2 separate regions of the Anser cygnoides genome follow, and region 2 is linked to region 1. The links are chromatin contacts, called in public Hi-C maps. All regions are on one chromosome and are shown on one strand. The core of a region is the stretch at or near the end of the contact, and the rest is flanking DNA. Distances in the headings are between cores, read along the strand shown.

Evidence for each region. Hi-C and Micro-C count contacts between places; a contact is called where the count stands out from the background.
Region 2: a Hi-C map of liver shows a contact between it and region 1, with 4 times the contacts expected there. The contact joins the enhancer-like site here to the promoter of NCAPG in region 1. A contact is called at or near these places in 2 of 7 Hi-C or Micro-C datasets (granulosa cells and liver).

The regions. Positions count from the first base shown.
Region 1 is chr4:16,619,039-16,626,613 of Taihu_goose_T2T_genome, reverse strand. It overlaps NCAPG (non-SMC condensin I complex subunit G), which reads right to left and starts at 4,787. Exons shown (of 21, transcript XM_013176917.3): 1 at 4,463-4,787; 2 at 3,747-3,956; 3 at 2,628-2,856; 4 at 906-1,051; 5 at 1-17. The coding sequence starts at 4,573. LOC106035556 (a long non-coding RNA gene) reads right to left here. Exons shown (of 4, transcript XR_010830972.1): 4 at 6,464-7,575.
Region 2 is chr4:16,860,962-16,868,536 of Taihu_goose_T2T_genome, reverse strand. All of the region lies in intron 1 of LOC125179904 (a long non-coding RNA gene), which reads right to left. Among named protein-coding and RNA genes, the nearest start is that of LCORL, 130 kb to the right of the region's middle. Within about 2 kb of position 4,931, at least 2 of the 3 cell types and tissues checked have open chromatin away from gene starts, as enhancers often do. A contact at or near this core is called in liver, where this site is marked.

The DNA.
Region 1 (7,575 bases), core at 3,538-6,037:
ACTTTTTCTGCCAAAACCTTAAAAAAATATATATTAAAATACATTTCTACAAATTTTAATAACTGAATTCATGAGCTAACCCTGGGTCTAAACTCTCAGATTTATTCATCCACAAAAACTGCAAGGCAGTAAAAGCCTGCAATGCCATTGTGACAATAAGCTAATAAGCAGATTCTAGTTCATGGAAGAAAATATATACAGTTAACAAATAGCTCAGAAACTTGGCTACTCAGCTCCTGTGTGACACCTGGATATGAAAACAACTCTCTGTTGAGGTCCAAGAGCACTTAATACCACCAACGAAATAACTAAAGTATGTATTTTTCTTAAAGGCCACTAAAGGAGAAACAATCTAAGTTAAGCAAGAATGGATTAGGTTTGCGTGTAAAAAAATGAACATTTTGTTAGAAGATCTTGCCCTACAATTTCTAAGGTGCCTGACCAAGAAATGTATGTGCGATATACATATATATATATATATGACAGCATACATTCTTGCCATTTACCTCTACTTGTAAGCACAGGTAACAATTGATTGTGATACCAAAACACGAAGTATGTTACACATTTTACTGCTGTGATTCTAATTTCAATTATCTATTATGTAATAACAGAAGAAAAATTGCTTTGCAAACATCCTAACACATATGCAGAAAATAGCAGACTAAGAATAATGTACTTTCTACTTTCTGATCCTAAAGAGCTGAGTTCTATCAGAAATGTAATTTTTATCAAGCAAGTTCCTGAAAATTTGTATTCAGTCTCCTCCCCCTTCCCCCCCCTTTCTGGTAAATGAAAATGAATTATTTAACTGGTATTACCGTTTAACAAGTGAAACACGATAAAAGATTTAAAGCCTTTCCCTAAGCCAGTGTTTGAAATTAATTATAAGTAATGCAATTTACCTCATATGCCAGCTTCCTGACAGCTTCCTTTACATCCATAGCGCGGCCTACAATTTTTGGCAAAGTCCTTGCTGATGGAGCAATACATGACAGCACTGCACGTCTCACTTCTGAATTCAAATCATTTTCAAGCAGTGTGTTGTAAACTGAAAGTAAAATAGTAATAGGTTTTTGTAAGAGACTGAAGAATACACGTTACAGAAAAAAACAGAAAATACTTGAGAAAAATGAACAGGTGTTATTAACTTCCTTCAGCCTTTTGCACAACGCTCAATATAATTTTAGTAAACAGTTTAGGGTCACAAGCAATTGTAAACTGAACTATGACTTTAAAAGTAAATCAACTGCAGAAATAGCATTGGCAAACATATGTAGAATCTTCAGACTCTGAAAGTCACCGCTCTAGATCCTACCTACAAATAACCACTTTGTCATTAACTGACCAAAAAAAGCTTCCACATGTTGGCTCCTTAGGACCTCTATTCACTGTCAACACATCCTCATTACCTTTGGGGTGGATCCTCAAATTTTCCTATAAATTGAAGATTGACATCTCCATGTGAAGAATAGCTGGCAGTTACTGAAAGGGAATATGTTAAAAGCAGAGCAGCAAGCTATTGTACTGAGGAGGAAAGGCAGGAAGTCTACTGAGAAATAAGGATTCATCAGGCTTCACAAATAAGGTACACGAAAGCTTCGGGGAAAATTTTCTGAAGGTGTTAGAAAAATAAATTAGAATGACAGAACGATAAAGGATTGTATTGGTCCTTTGCTTAGCAGGAAAAGAGGTATATATCTCTTGCAATACTTTTGATTATATTCTCACCCCTTCTTCAGGCAAAAAGTTAAAAGTAGCAACAAAAAAATTAAAATCAGAGAACACTTGAACTGTCCTTCTTGCTCTGAGACTACTTTGATTCACTATGAAATTTATATGCTCTTAAGAAGCTTAAACAAAACATTTAGAAAACAATTTCAAAGAAGGTACTTAAACAACAAAAAGAACCCAGCTAACTAACGTACTCTAACTTTACAAACGTACAGTCCACCTACCATAGCACCAAACCTTGAGGTAGAGGTCTAATCAAGAATCATACTGTCCAGAAAAGAAACCCACAAACAGCATAAAAACAGCATGAAGAAACCTGAGTTCTAGAGGCACTAACCTCTTAAAGAAACCGATCCACGAGCAAGACGAGACTCAAAAAGAGTCAGGGGTTAAACATACTTAGGTCAACAATCCCAATAACCAATTTGCCTCTCTGATATAGCTGACTGCCATCATTTGGACAAAAATCACCTATTCTATTACCATTTCTAATCCTTTAAGTGTTTTTTTACAAATTCAGGTCAACTAATAGTCCAACAGCAGACTCAGAGTCTGAACAGAGCAAGAACACATTGTATCTCCATCCCAACTTGCAACACACACTATTACCCTTCCTATCCCACAAATCCCACAAAGTTTATAGAACAGCCTGAGCCCAGTGTGATTTAAGCCCCAAAGGATATCTCCGTCAGGCAGTTCTGCCTTCTCCCCTTGAACATATGCAACTCTTGTAAATACAACCTCCACTCACAAGGAGATACACTATTTACTAGCAACTGCACGAAGAATGCCTCTAAGAATTGCTTACTCAATGCTTCAAAAAAAAATTAAAGTAAATCAATGTAAGTCAATAAGTTCTTCTTAAACAAAAGAAAATAAACAATACTACTTACTATTAGCAACAGGACAGTTTTCATCCTTAGGGTCTTGAAGTCTCGACAGGGCCAAGACAGCTTGAATTCTCACATCCGAAAATTTATCTTTAAGTCTAGTCATCATAGCTTCATTAATTTTATCAAATAAATCATCATCAATCTGAGCATTCTCTGGCATACTTCCCAAAAGCTTATTAACAAGCTGGCACGTTCGAAACCTAACTGCATGGCTGTTTGCATTGTGAGACTAGGGGGGAAATGGAACAGAGTGGGGATGGAAGAAAAACCAAGAATGTATACTTATAATCACATTTTTTACATTTCCATTACAAGGTTATTAACATGCACGTATTAGAAGTTAATATTCTATATAGAACATTAACTATGCATTTCTATATTTCAAAAACCCCTTCCTATTTTAATAACATTAAAAATTCACAGCACTGAAAAACGTTTATGGCCCACCACGTATAATAACAGCACTTTACATAACTAGCAATGCCTTCACAAAGGAAGAAACATGCTCACTACTCAGTGCAGACCACTACACGAGCTAACTTAATCCTCTGTCTCCATAAAACATTAGAAGAAAAAGAAAACAGTAACAACAACTAGTGATCCTGGCATTACCAATGATTTTTCTGTATCAAAACAATAGCTTAAAAAATAACTATTTGTGCTTTCATGCTATTGGAACTGACGGTCTTCTTTCTACATGTAACTCTTGCAGTAAGCAGAGATTAATAATACCTGTGCCACTCAAACCTATGTGAAAAATCTTGGGATATTTTTACTTGTCAGTGAAGCAATATAAGTTAATTTCACACTTATAAATGCACCACAGTAAAGCCTTTAATTACACACCCGGCTGCCAAACAAGAAAACAATCCATATTTTCGCAGAGGCTTAACTTTTAAAATCTGTTTTGCGGGGGCGGTGTTGTTTTTCTCCCCCCCCCCTTTTTTGTATTGCGTGCATAAATAAATGTTTTTGTTTTGTAAATCATAAAGCACTAGCCTTGCCTTTCTTTCACTTTGAAGTTTACGGTTCGTAGATAACACCATAAGCGTGAGCAAGTTTTCCCCACCATGTAAAGTTTCCATTTGTCATGTTAAAGATACAATAGTATTACTGTACCTCAAGCAGAAAGTTAAACACATAATTCAGAAGCAAGTTATCTTCTTCTCTTTCCTCGCTACTCTCCCCTTCCTCCGGTTGATAAAATGAAGTAACAAATTTAGCCACAAAATTGATCAGCTGCTCCACTGCTGGTTCCCGTTTGTAGACTATCATAGCATACTTAAGGAAATGAATGAATTTTTCATGGAAATCTGCCTTATCTTCCAACTGAAAAAAAAAAAAAATCAAACCACAGCAAGCGATAACTACCAGTCTTATCCTTCAAAAGCAGCCTTTAAAAAACGGTTTTATAATCGGCGCCGCTCATTTAAATGTTTAAAGCGCTGATGGCAGCAGCTCAGGTATAATAACACGGAGTATTTCGGTTGGTTAAACAGCCCCATTGTCCCTAAGCCTCTACACAGGGCTCCGTCCCGGAGCTGCCGGTTACTTGCTGCAGTGTCGGGACCCCGCCGGCCACCCTGGGTCCCCGTCAGCCGCTGTCACCCCGCCTGCCCCCCCGCTACCCGAGCGCCTTCTGGCCCCATTTTCCCCTCTCAGCTCGGAGATTCACGCCCCAGATGGGCTCCCTACAGCAGCCTGGCGTGCCCTGGCTCGTCCTTTAACCGCAGGGCTCCTCTGCGGCAAACTGAGAGGAGAGAAGGCTGGAGAGGCCCCCCAGGAGACCACTACGCCACTTTTTCCCCCTCAGCCTCCGCCGCCCGCCCCTCTACCTGGCTGTAGGCGCTCCTCAAAGCCACGACGAGCTTGGCGTGGTTCTGGTGCGGCTTCTGCGCCAGCCGAAAGGCTTCCTTCACTTCCAAAGGCTTCTTCGCCACTCCCATGGCTGCGGCCCCGACCTCCCTTCAAGGTCCCTACCCCGGGCTCCAAGGACCGGAGAGGCGGCAGGAGGGCACCAGACGCGGCCGGGCTGCGCCTCGGTCTTGCCTCAGCCTTCCCTCAGAGCTCCCCTCAGCGCTCGCCGGCGCCGCGCGCTCCCCGCCAACCGCCCCCAGCTTCAAAATCGGCGCGAGCGCCGCCGCCCGCTCTCGCGAGAAAAGCCGGCGGCGCATGCACGCCCCCGCGCGCGTGCTCGCCTCCGAGCACGCGCGCCCAAGGGGCGGGGCGCCGGGGATCGGGGGGGGGGGGGGGCGTTGCGCTGCGCCGCGCCTCTGCCGGGCGGGCCAATGGCGGGCGGGGAAATGGCGGGCGGGGAAATGGCGGGCGGAGTCGTGCCTCAACCCGTGTGCCGCCATCTTGTGGGGAGCGCGGAGCTGCGCGGGGTTGGGGGGGCGGTACATGTGTGCAGAAAAGGAGGTTTAGAAATCAGCTGAGGCTAGGGGCTGGTGGAGGGAGGAGGTGGGGACGTTTGGTGGAGGGAGTGACCGCTTGCTTTCCGCTGGGGGTAGTGGCCAGGTTGCAGGGTTTGGGGTTTTCTCGTTTTAGGAAGGCGTGAGGTTATCTCCATGCCTGTGCTGGAGCTCAGTTTGTGACTGTTCTAGAGCAAGGGTCAGTAAAAGCAGAAATTAAAAGGAGGTGGGCCGTCTATAGGATATAGAGCTACTGGAGTGAGTCCAGAGGAGGGCTATGAAGGTTATGAGGGGACTGGAGCACCTGTCATACGAGGACAGGCAGAGAGAGTTGCACCTGTTTAGCCTGGAAAAGAGGAGAGTGAGGGGAGACATCATCAATGTGTATAAGTGTCTGAGGGGAGGGTGTCGAGAGGATGGAGCCGGTCTCTTCAGTTGTACCCAGCGACAGGACAAGAGGCAATGGGCACAAACTGAAACACAGGAGGTTCCAGCTCAATATGAGGGGGCACTTCTTTACTGTGAGGGTGACAGAGCACTGGAACAGGTTGCCCAGAGAGGCTGTGGAGTCTCCTCTGGAGATACTCAAAACCGGCCTGGATGCCATCCTACACAGCGTGCTGTTGGTGATCCTGCCCCGCCCACGGGTTGGACTAGATCTTCAGAGGTCCCTTCTGACCTCAACATATCTGTGATTTTGTTACCCCAAAGCAAGTGGGGTAGCAGGCCAAGCCCTGCCTGTGTCTAAAAGTAATAAAACCCCTTTCTTACTGAAACATCTTTCCGTTTTGTGTCATCTGTAAGGGGGCAGGAATGATAAAGAGTTGTATCTGTCTTGTTGGAAAGAATATTTGTGTTCTTTCCAGATTGCATCTTTTACTAGTGTAAATTTTCCCCTGCATTTTCAAGCATTTGTTGTGAACCTACTGTATCCTTTGAAGTGAGAATAAATTCTGTATCTCATTAAGAAGTGGAAGGTCAAATAAGCTGAAACTCCAGAGACTTGGTTACAGAACATGCTGTGAGAGGGGGAGATGCTTTACAAGAAGCAAGGTGCAGTGGATGATGAGTCAAATGGAAACATTCTGAGCACTTACTAATTAGAAACAACATACAAAAATGTGGACATAAGCAGTTCACTATGGGCTCTAGGAACTTAGGGTAGTTGACATCTATCTGTGTTTAGGCTTATAAAAACATGCCTAATTACCTCAAGCGACAGTAGTTATTTAGGAAGGATGGATGACATACCATTAGGAATGAAAGTGGGTCAAACAGGCATAACCCATCCTGAAGAAGTGTTGGTTTTGTGTGTGTGAGGGATTTTTTTTTGTTTTCTGAGAAAAAAAAATCTAATAGAATAGATGAACACTAGGGGTCAGTATTGTTTCATAGCTGAATCGTCACAGTGTTTAGTAGATTTTTATCAACAAAATAATGGAATGATTTTCCATTTACAAATGTGTCAAGGATTATGGGTTATATGAGCTATTTGTGGAGAATGTACAGCAGCAGCAAGAAAAAAGAAATAAAATCATTTATACATGTGGCAGGAAGATTTTTCAGACATCATACTACCATACATTTCCATGTTATTTGGCAGATACCTACTTTTTAAAGATGAGTCTTTTGTAGGTTCTATTAACTGGTAACATCTGTGGATCTGGACTAATCCCATTCTGTTCCTAGAGAGCAGGAAATGGATTCTATATGTTCAAGTATATTAGTTACATAAAATCATATATGCTAAAACAACTTTCTACATTTTTTTTAGTTGGAGAAACAGTCTTCAAAAGCACCGTTATCAACGGTGAATCCTCAATGAGATTTTGTTTATTTTTTTTGCAAGTTCACATTTTCTGGGAAAACATAATGTGTAATCATCTTTCTATTTAAGATATTTGTGCTGGAAAATTAAATTCATCCAGCTTTTTTTCTACCACAGTAGTCTGTTTATGAAGAAGAGGATTGAAATGGGAAGAGAACAGGTAAAACTTTATGACTCTTGTGGCTTTAAAAACCCAGGACTTTTATTTTAAGTGAAACTAATAATGCAAACTGTATTACTTTTGATTCACATTTGGCAATCCAGTTGTGTCTGCCTGCGCCTCAGATCTACAGATGGAGATTTTCCCCTGTGAATACCTTGCAGTCCCTTATGATCAATTTCCTCCAGGATGTGAGATTTATTTCTTCAGTCTGCTTTAAATATTTCTGCTAGGCTTTGTATTCCTAGATTGAAATGGAAGTCAGGCTTCTGTTGTGACAAATTGAAGTCTAACCTGGTTAGACATACTGGCTTTCAGGTAAATATGCCACAGCAATCCAGATTTCCACAAAGTGTAACTGTCTTCTTGTGATACTAGCTACTTACTTTGTTTAACTGGTGGAAGGATTTGCTGTCAGAGTTTGCAGGTCATGTTTCAGAGCCCTGAGTGTGCTATTAAGTCTTAATGGCCCCTGAGCAGCCTCCCTGGGGTTTCCAGCCTTTGCCCATGGGTCCTGGTAACCTCATTTCAGCTCAGCCCTGGGACTCC
Region 2 (7,575 bases), core at 3,682-6,181, 240 kb before region 1:
CTTTTGGATAGGCATTAAAATAGATTTTTAATTACTTGATCACATATTGTTCCTCCTTATTCCCGACACCTTACCCAATACATTATGCTCTGGAGATCAGAAGAGTGCACCACTGTGTCTTTTCCCCAAACTGTTCCAGCCTCTGGTCCCACCCCGGCAGCTAATTGATTCTCTCACTTACTCTCATTATAGACTCTGCTTCCAGTCTCACTAAACCACTTGTCCTCGTTTCTTTCTTCTATCAGTTCTTTTGTATCAAGCAGAGAAAAATCAAGCAGCTATTCCAAACCGCATGACAGCAGAATAAGACAGAAAGTTCCTAAATCCAGCATGTGGCCTCAGCTGACCATGCAGTATCATAGATTGATCCAATTTTGCAGTTTGACCAGGTTGCCCAGGGCAGTGTCCAGACAAATTTTGGTTGTGCCAAAAGATGGAGATTTCAGAACCATGCTAGGTATCTTCCTCCAGTGTTTGACCTAGCTCAACATGACAGTTTTTTTCCTCATATCTAATTAGAACTTTCCATGGTGTAAATAATTTGTATTGTGCCTCATTCTTTTCCATTTGCTGAAGTGGTCCCTAATTTGATTTTCCTCTAGCATGGGTAGTACTTCACTCTCCTGTAGTATGTCACTAACCATAAGGATATGGGAGGCCTGAAAGTCAATGCAAGAAAGCATAGAATACTTCAGCTTTTTTCCATGTCCTTTGTCACAAGGGGTCCCTGTTTTCCTTGGTCTCCCATTTGTTGCTGTGGTGCCTATAGTAGCCTGTCTTATTGCTCTCCACATCCCTCACCAATTTCAACTCCAGCTGAGTTTGACTTTCACAGTTTCATCCCTCTCTGTCCAAGAAATATATTCCTTCTTTTTTTTTTTTTTTTTCCTTCGTCTACTGCCTTTTCCATCCTCCTTTCTGAATTTGAGTTTAATCAGGAGTCTCCTGATGGAGACTCCATCCCATCCAGGGTGGGGTGACACTTTCTGCACACTGCAGAAGGTTTTCCTTGAAGATCAGCCATTCATCGTGGAACCCAGCAGTTATCTGACCCCTGCTCCCCCCTAGGCAAAGAGAACATATCTTCTAGTTTCCAGAACAAGACAAAGTCTGCTTTCTTACAGCCCAGGGTCATTATTAAGCTGACCACCTTCCTCACTTCCTTTAAATTCCACCATCGCATGGCTGTGGCTGGCTGGACTGCTGTCAGTCATCACATCCCTGATCGGTTCTTCTGACTGATGATTAGCGGGTCTAGCAGAGTGCCTCCCCTATTCAGTTTGTCAAGCAACTCCATCAACCATTGTCCTCTATGCACACCAAGAAATTTCTGGATGGCTTACACCTGACAGTTTTACTTTCCTAATAGGCATCAGGGTTACTGAAGGGTCTTACAAAAACTATAGCTTTTTCCAGTCATTTAAGCAAAGTTTCATCCACTTGCTCTTCACTTGATATCTGGAGATAATGATATCTGTTGTAATATCATGATCTCTGCTGTGATCCTGACACATAAACTCTTGACTGGCCTTTCCATAGAAAAGTTCTATGCATTCAGACACCTTCTTTACATAATTTGTAAACCTCCATCCATTAAACAAGGGTGAATGGTGAGATTGAAGGGAGAGATGTGAGGAACCACATCTTCCTAAAGGGCTGTGCTTCCACTGCTGTGTTCCAGTGAGCTATCTCACCATCTGTGTCATCCCACTGAGGACACAGCTCTGCGCATCAGCATCTAATTCCTTCTGCTTGATTCCCATGCTGTATCTCTACAACATCCCAGCTTTCTCTCTACAACATGCCACATCTAGGGCCCAGGCAAGCAGCAGATCTTCCAAGGCAGCAAATCCTGGACACTTCAATCCCCTGTGGAAGGATGTGTCTGGTCATCATCACCTATTAATTCGTCTTAATAGAAGTGGTTCTGAACCACAGCTTGGGCTCAGATGCCTCCAGTGACAAAGCAAGCTGGTCAACGATTGAAGGTGATGCAGGAGCTACAAGCGCATGAAAGGCAGACAAGGGCAGAGACAGAGTGTACAGTCCCACGGGACACAAACAACAAAACCAGAGAATGTCTACTGATGACAACCAGATTCAACCTACAGTCCAATAAAGTTTACAGCAATAAAGACAAATCCAAGGTTGATCCAGGAAGTCAAAGCAGAATCAGAAAGGTCCAGGACTGGACAAAAAATGTAGCTCATGTGAGGACTAAGGGCAAAGGCTTGAGCTTAATGGCATATGTTGGATAAATGGGCAGGGTACACATGAAGCTGGTCGGATCAATTTTATCCTGTTGTTGTACTCTGTGTCCTGACACCAGAGTGACTTTTTAGTTGTAAAAATCCCCAATATCCTATGAATTTCATGCCAATGGAAAAGTTTTGAAATGTAGCTCTGGAGACAGGAATCCTCTGCACACAAACAAAAGAAAAAAGCCCAAAATGTAGCAGTCCCTGCTGCCAGAACAATGTCAAAGTCCTGGCTTTGGGTGGCGGGTCTGATTTGTGACCTCCTGTTTTCTTTTCCCTCTCTTCCTCCTGAAAGAATGAATTTGCATTGCAGCTCTTCTCTATTTTTTCCTCAAAGTGCTGACTGGATCCCATTTTCTTATCTTCAGGCAAACTAACAGGCTACCACAGAATCATCTTAAATATTGAAATCATTGAAAATAAGTGCCAGATAGTCTCAATCTGTGCTGGGTGTCAGTTGACAATATGGACATTAAAAGTATCACAGGCTATAGTCTCTGTATCTTTCCTTTTACAGAGAGGTACCCACCAACTCATGGTGCAGTGGTAGGTGGCTGCAAACAAAAGTGGATAGAATAATCCAGGAGTCATGTTTAAAGCAAAGTTAATCAGCCATCATTTACCTTTCTTGCTGTCTGGTAATATATGATCCATGTAAACAATTCTGATTTCACCTCATTGAGGATTTTCCCCCATTGTAGACAGTCAAACTGTTTTAACTATCCTGTACTCTACTTTGTAGAAGCTGTTTCATTAACCCATATGTAGATTTCCTGCACCCAGCCAGTCTTTTACTCATTTTCTTGAACCAGTACCAGTCATGACAGTAAGTCACAGTCTAATGGCTATCTCATTCTCAGTCATTAATGAAAACTATTCTTAATATATTTGTAGGAATATGATGGAATTAAATAAGCAGAAATATTTCAATACTATAGCTATATATTATAATAGCAAATTAAAGAAATACTATATACAACTGAAAGATCTTGTGCTGCTTTAACAAATGCTTAAAAACCATAGCATAGAAATGGTTGTAAGGTGATTTTTTTTTTTTTTTTTTTTTGTTACCAACAGAATAAGATAGGTAAAAATTACTTTTAGGCAATCATCTCTACAGACATTAGAGAATGGCCCTGTATTACATGCTTTTCCTCAAGTCTCAAAGGGCAGATAACATTTCAGAGAACAAACATTTCACACAGGTACTAAGTATCAATCAAAAACTCAAAAAAAAAATCATTAATTTTATTATTTGTGCTATAGATCTATCAAGGCTACCGTTGATTTGTTAGGATTACTTCAGGTGACATAATGCTACTAAGAATGTTGTATTACATAAATTGCTTTGCTCCTCAGTCAAATAAGATGAAAAAATGCATTTTTCATTTCATCCCAACGTGGAAAATAATCATTTGTCATGAAGGATTCATACTGCTTACAGTAATTCTTCAATCAGCTAAGAGAAATCTAATAGATAGAAAGGTCATTTGAAAGAAAAGTCAGAGACCAAAAGTTACATTATTCCAGTCACCAACATATTAAAAGAGAGGGGCTAAAATCTTTCCTAATCCCGCTTGGTTTTGTTTGTTTGTAAACACTATAATAAAAATGTGAAGTATAGAACTTTTTCTCAGATGCCGCAGCCCAAAAAAACATCTAATAATTCCACTGAGTCCCTGCATTCAGGAGAAGACAATAAACCCAAAATTCATTCAGTATTTCTTCCACTTAGGAAAAATGTTCGAACTGAACTAAAACAGAAAGAGTTAAGATTTGGCTTGACCACAATCTGCTCTGTCTCTGGTATAATGAGGAGTTCCAATCCATTTATTCATTGCCAGTTGTCATCCTTGTTGCAGTCCCCATCGAAGATATTTCTCACATACACATACAAAAAGCATTTTTTGCCTATTTCCTTTGTAATTACATGGACAGACTTGAGTCTCATTGATCTTACAAGAATGTTTGCATTTTAGGTTACATGTATGGCTGCCATGATCTTAAATCCAGGCACAAATACAGAGATTTTCAGAGTAAATTAGTAAACAGATTCTTAAATGCCAATCCAAAATTGGATTTACATACAAAAGAGCCCTTCTTGGTGAAGGTAAATAGATAATACTGCTTGTGATATTGAAAGGGGCAAACAGTTGATGTTGGTGGACGCGATGTTGCAAAAACAGTTCTCTTTTTTTAACTGACTAGTATATTAATTTTTCCCATACCACTACAGAGTATAATACCTTTAGCAGTTCTTATTGCAAAGGTTATGACCAAACAACAGCTAGCATTGTTAAGACACAAACTAGACATTCAAGACTTTTATTGAGCTAACATTGATACTGAAAATCTAATGTTTTAGATTACTGTAGAGCAAAAGAAAAAATATACATGACAGAAATTGCCTAAAGAATTCAGGCCTGCTCTTTAGCAAATGATTATGCTATAACACTTGAAATGGATCCATCCAGATGGGTGATTCTTATTAAAACTGGAAGTAACACCTTTTAGTAGGATCAACATAAGACCAGATACATTTTGTAACTGTTTAATGGTACTGTTTTTGAGACCTTGTGTTAGCTCATTTTATGAACAGAAAATTCATTCCTTATCTTTTAGATATCCAAAAATAGATACTGGCTTTCAACCCATTTTTTCCAAGCATTGCCTCATTGATCATCAAAAGAGTAAATTATAACAATAACTTGTTACAACTTGCAAAACACTATAAAAAAAAAAAAAAGTAAAATAATAATAAAAATTCTTGGGGTTCATCATCAAGTATTAAATTCTCTCTAATGGACTCTAGTTACAAAGCTATCTAATTTAATTTTTTAAATTAATAGTACCAAGGTCATCTGACAGTACTGCCTGACACCTAGAACATTTCCCTTTTAACAACAGTACACTCTCTATGATTCAGTGTGTTAAAGAAATTACTCTTTTGTCAATTATTAACTTACCTGTTCTGTGGCATATGTTATCATCTGGCACAGATCTATTTTTTCTGTTAATATTTCATTTCCTTTGAGATCTGTTCATTTCAGTTTGTTCTACAAGAAACTGAGTTAAAATGCAAGAGTTTGAACTGTCATTTGAAAGTATAAAGGTATGAACCACAGTTTGTGCAAACAGTTGCTTCCAGCATAATTTAAAGGGTTATTTTTACCTTCAAACTCTGAAGGAAATAAAAAAAATAAATTTAAAAAAAAGGAAAAAACATTGCTATTGTCTAAGTAGCTACGCAAACTAGATTTTTTCCATACCTCAACTCTGTCTTTGAGGTATAAAATCAGATAATTCCATTAGTTCATACTTCCATTTCAGCAACAACACATTAGGCACTGAAATAGTTTGAGAATTAATTTTTCTGGGAACGTTTAACAAATCATTGCTCAGGTACTTTGTGAGAGCTTCTTAGTTAAATAAATTAAAAAAAAAAAAAAAAAGTCTATATAGTGGTGGAACAGTAAACTAAGTAAAATGTTCCCAAAAGAACCAAATGTAATGTAAAACATTAAATAAACATGGCATTAGAAACTTAGTTATTGAAGCATATTTTGTCTCTTACTGATCTGTGTTTTCCTTGTATGTCTTTTAGAAATGCTGGAACAGTTTGAAACACTGTGTTTTCAAGGTCAAGCTCAGATAAAGTGTGAATCCTTCCTAAGAGCATGATGTAAAATATTCTTAGTTGTTTCACAAAACTATCAACTTCTGAGGATCCTTCTTCAATTTACACATTGCCAAGTGGCCTTATTTCTTTGGGATAACATTACGACTATTCATGTTTGCAAAATCACAGATTCCTTGTAAAATCTTTCAATATTTACCTGCTAAATGGCATTCCTGAAATTCAATCTGCTTAGTAGAAATTACACTGAAAGATGTGTAGGGCTACATAAAGCAATTTTTACCTAGCCCTAATTGTTCTTATTTACTAAGAAGTGCATCATAATTGGCCATACAGCATCATTCTGATAGGAAAATTTTGAGGTCTGTGTGACAAAGCAGCAGAGCAAGACAGAGAAAGAAGAGAATATATTATTTATTTTTCCACGTTGCACTACAATATTCATAACAACCACAGCATGCCTGCTGATTCTGCACGCATTTGAGAAGAGAACATAAATGGAGGGAATGTAGAAGTTACTCATTGAACTGCCATATTTTTTACTAGTTCAAATTCAGTGGTTGCAGCTAAACGGTGTATAGAGTTAGCATTGCTTCGTAAGTTCTTAAAGGGGGAAGTGGTTAGAAGTTGTAACAAATCTAACTGTCCTCACAGTTAACATGGGAAGAAATAGAAACATGTCAAGAAATTCTTATTAACTACCTTACACCTTTGATATGGCATTCTAAGTACTCTCATGCAGGTATAGAAAATAAAATGAAAGATCTCTGGCTCAGACAAATTATCATTTAATTAGACAACAACTCCTTTTGCCAAGGGAAGAGCGAATAAGAGTATTGTACCTCCTCTTGTACAAGAGTATTGTTCCTCTTTCTTCTAAAAATACCTTCTCCTGATGTAAGTCTGAAAACATTGTAACAACAACCATAGTAAAAAGGCTCAAGCCAGAAGGCCTGTGTGTAAATATGAAACAATGCATTGGTTGAAATCTCATTTCTGTACTGTAGTAATAAAAATTAAACTATATTACTTAAGTATTTTCAGGTTTTCATCCTAAACACTCTTGCTTCATGATCCAAGTTCCAATAAAGCTCAACAGCTTTAGATCTACTGCATCTATTTGCAGCTATATTTAGACATTTAACAAGATTCCAATATTTAAAAAATAATAATAATTCAAAAGGGAAATAAATTCAAATATATATAGATAAATAATTCAAAATAAAAACAAATTGAATTGTTCAGTTTCTATGTGCATTCATAAAGTTCAATTTTCAAATGTAAATTTAATGCAATTGAAGTGCTATTCCAATAAAAGTGATTTTATTTCCTCAGATGTTCACTCAGATAATTATGTTGTATTATGGTATATCACTGAAGGATTGTAAATGTTATTCTTACCTTCCAAGTGTAAAATTTACAAAAGTAGGTATAAAACCCAAGCATGTTGTAAAGTTTGAAAAATGCCTATCTCAGGAAGAGTAGGATAGAGATCAAGCAAAGGTACCAGGGAAGACTGGCTTTCAAACTACATAAATTCCAGGACACTGTAAAGTAAGTAAAGGACATCTTTCAAAAAGTTAGTGTATGACCTTGATTGCTTTTGACTTCATGTTTCAAAATTTGTGAAAAAGATCTATTCGTTGGAAAAGCTATTCTTTAAGAGTCAAATGGGAAAGT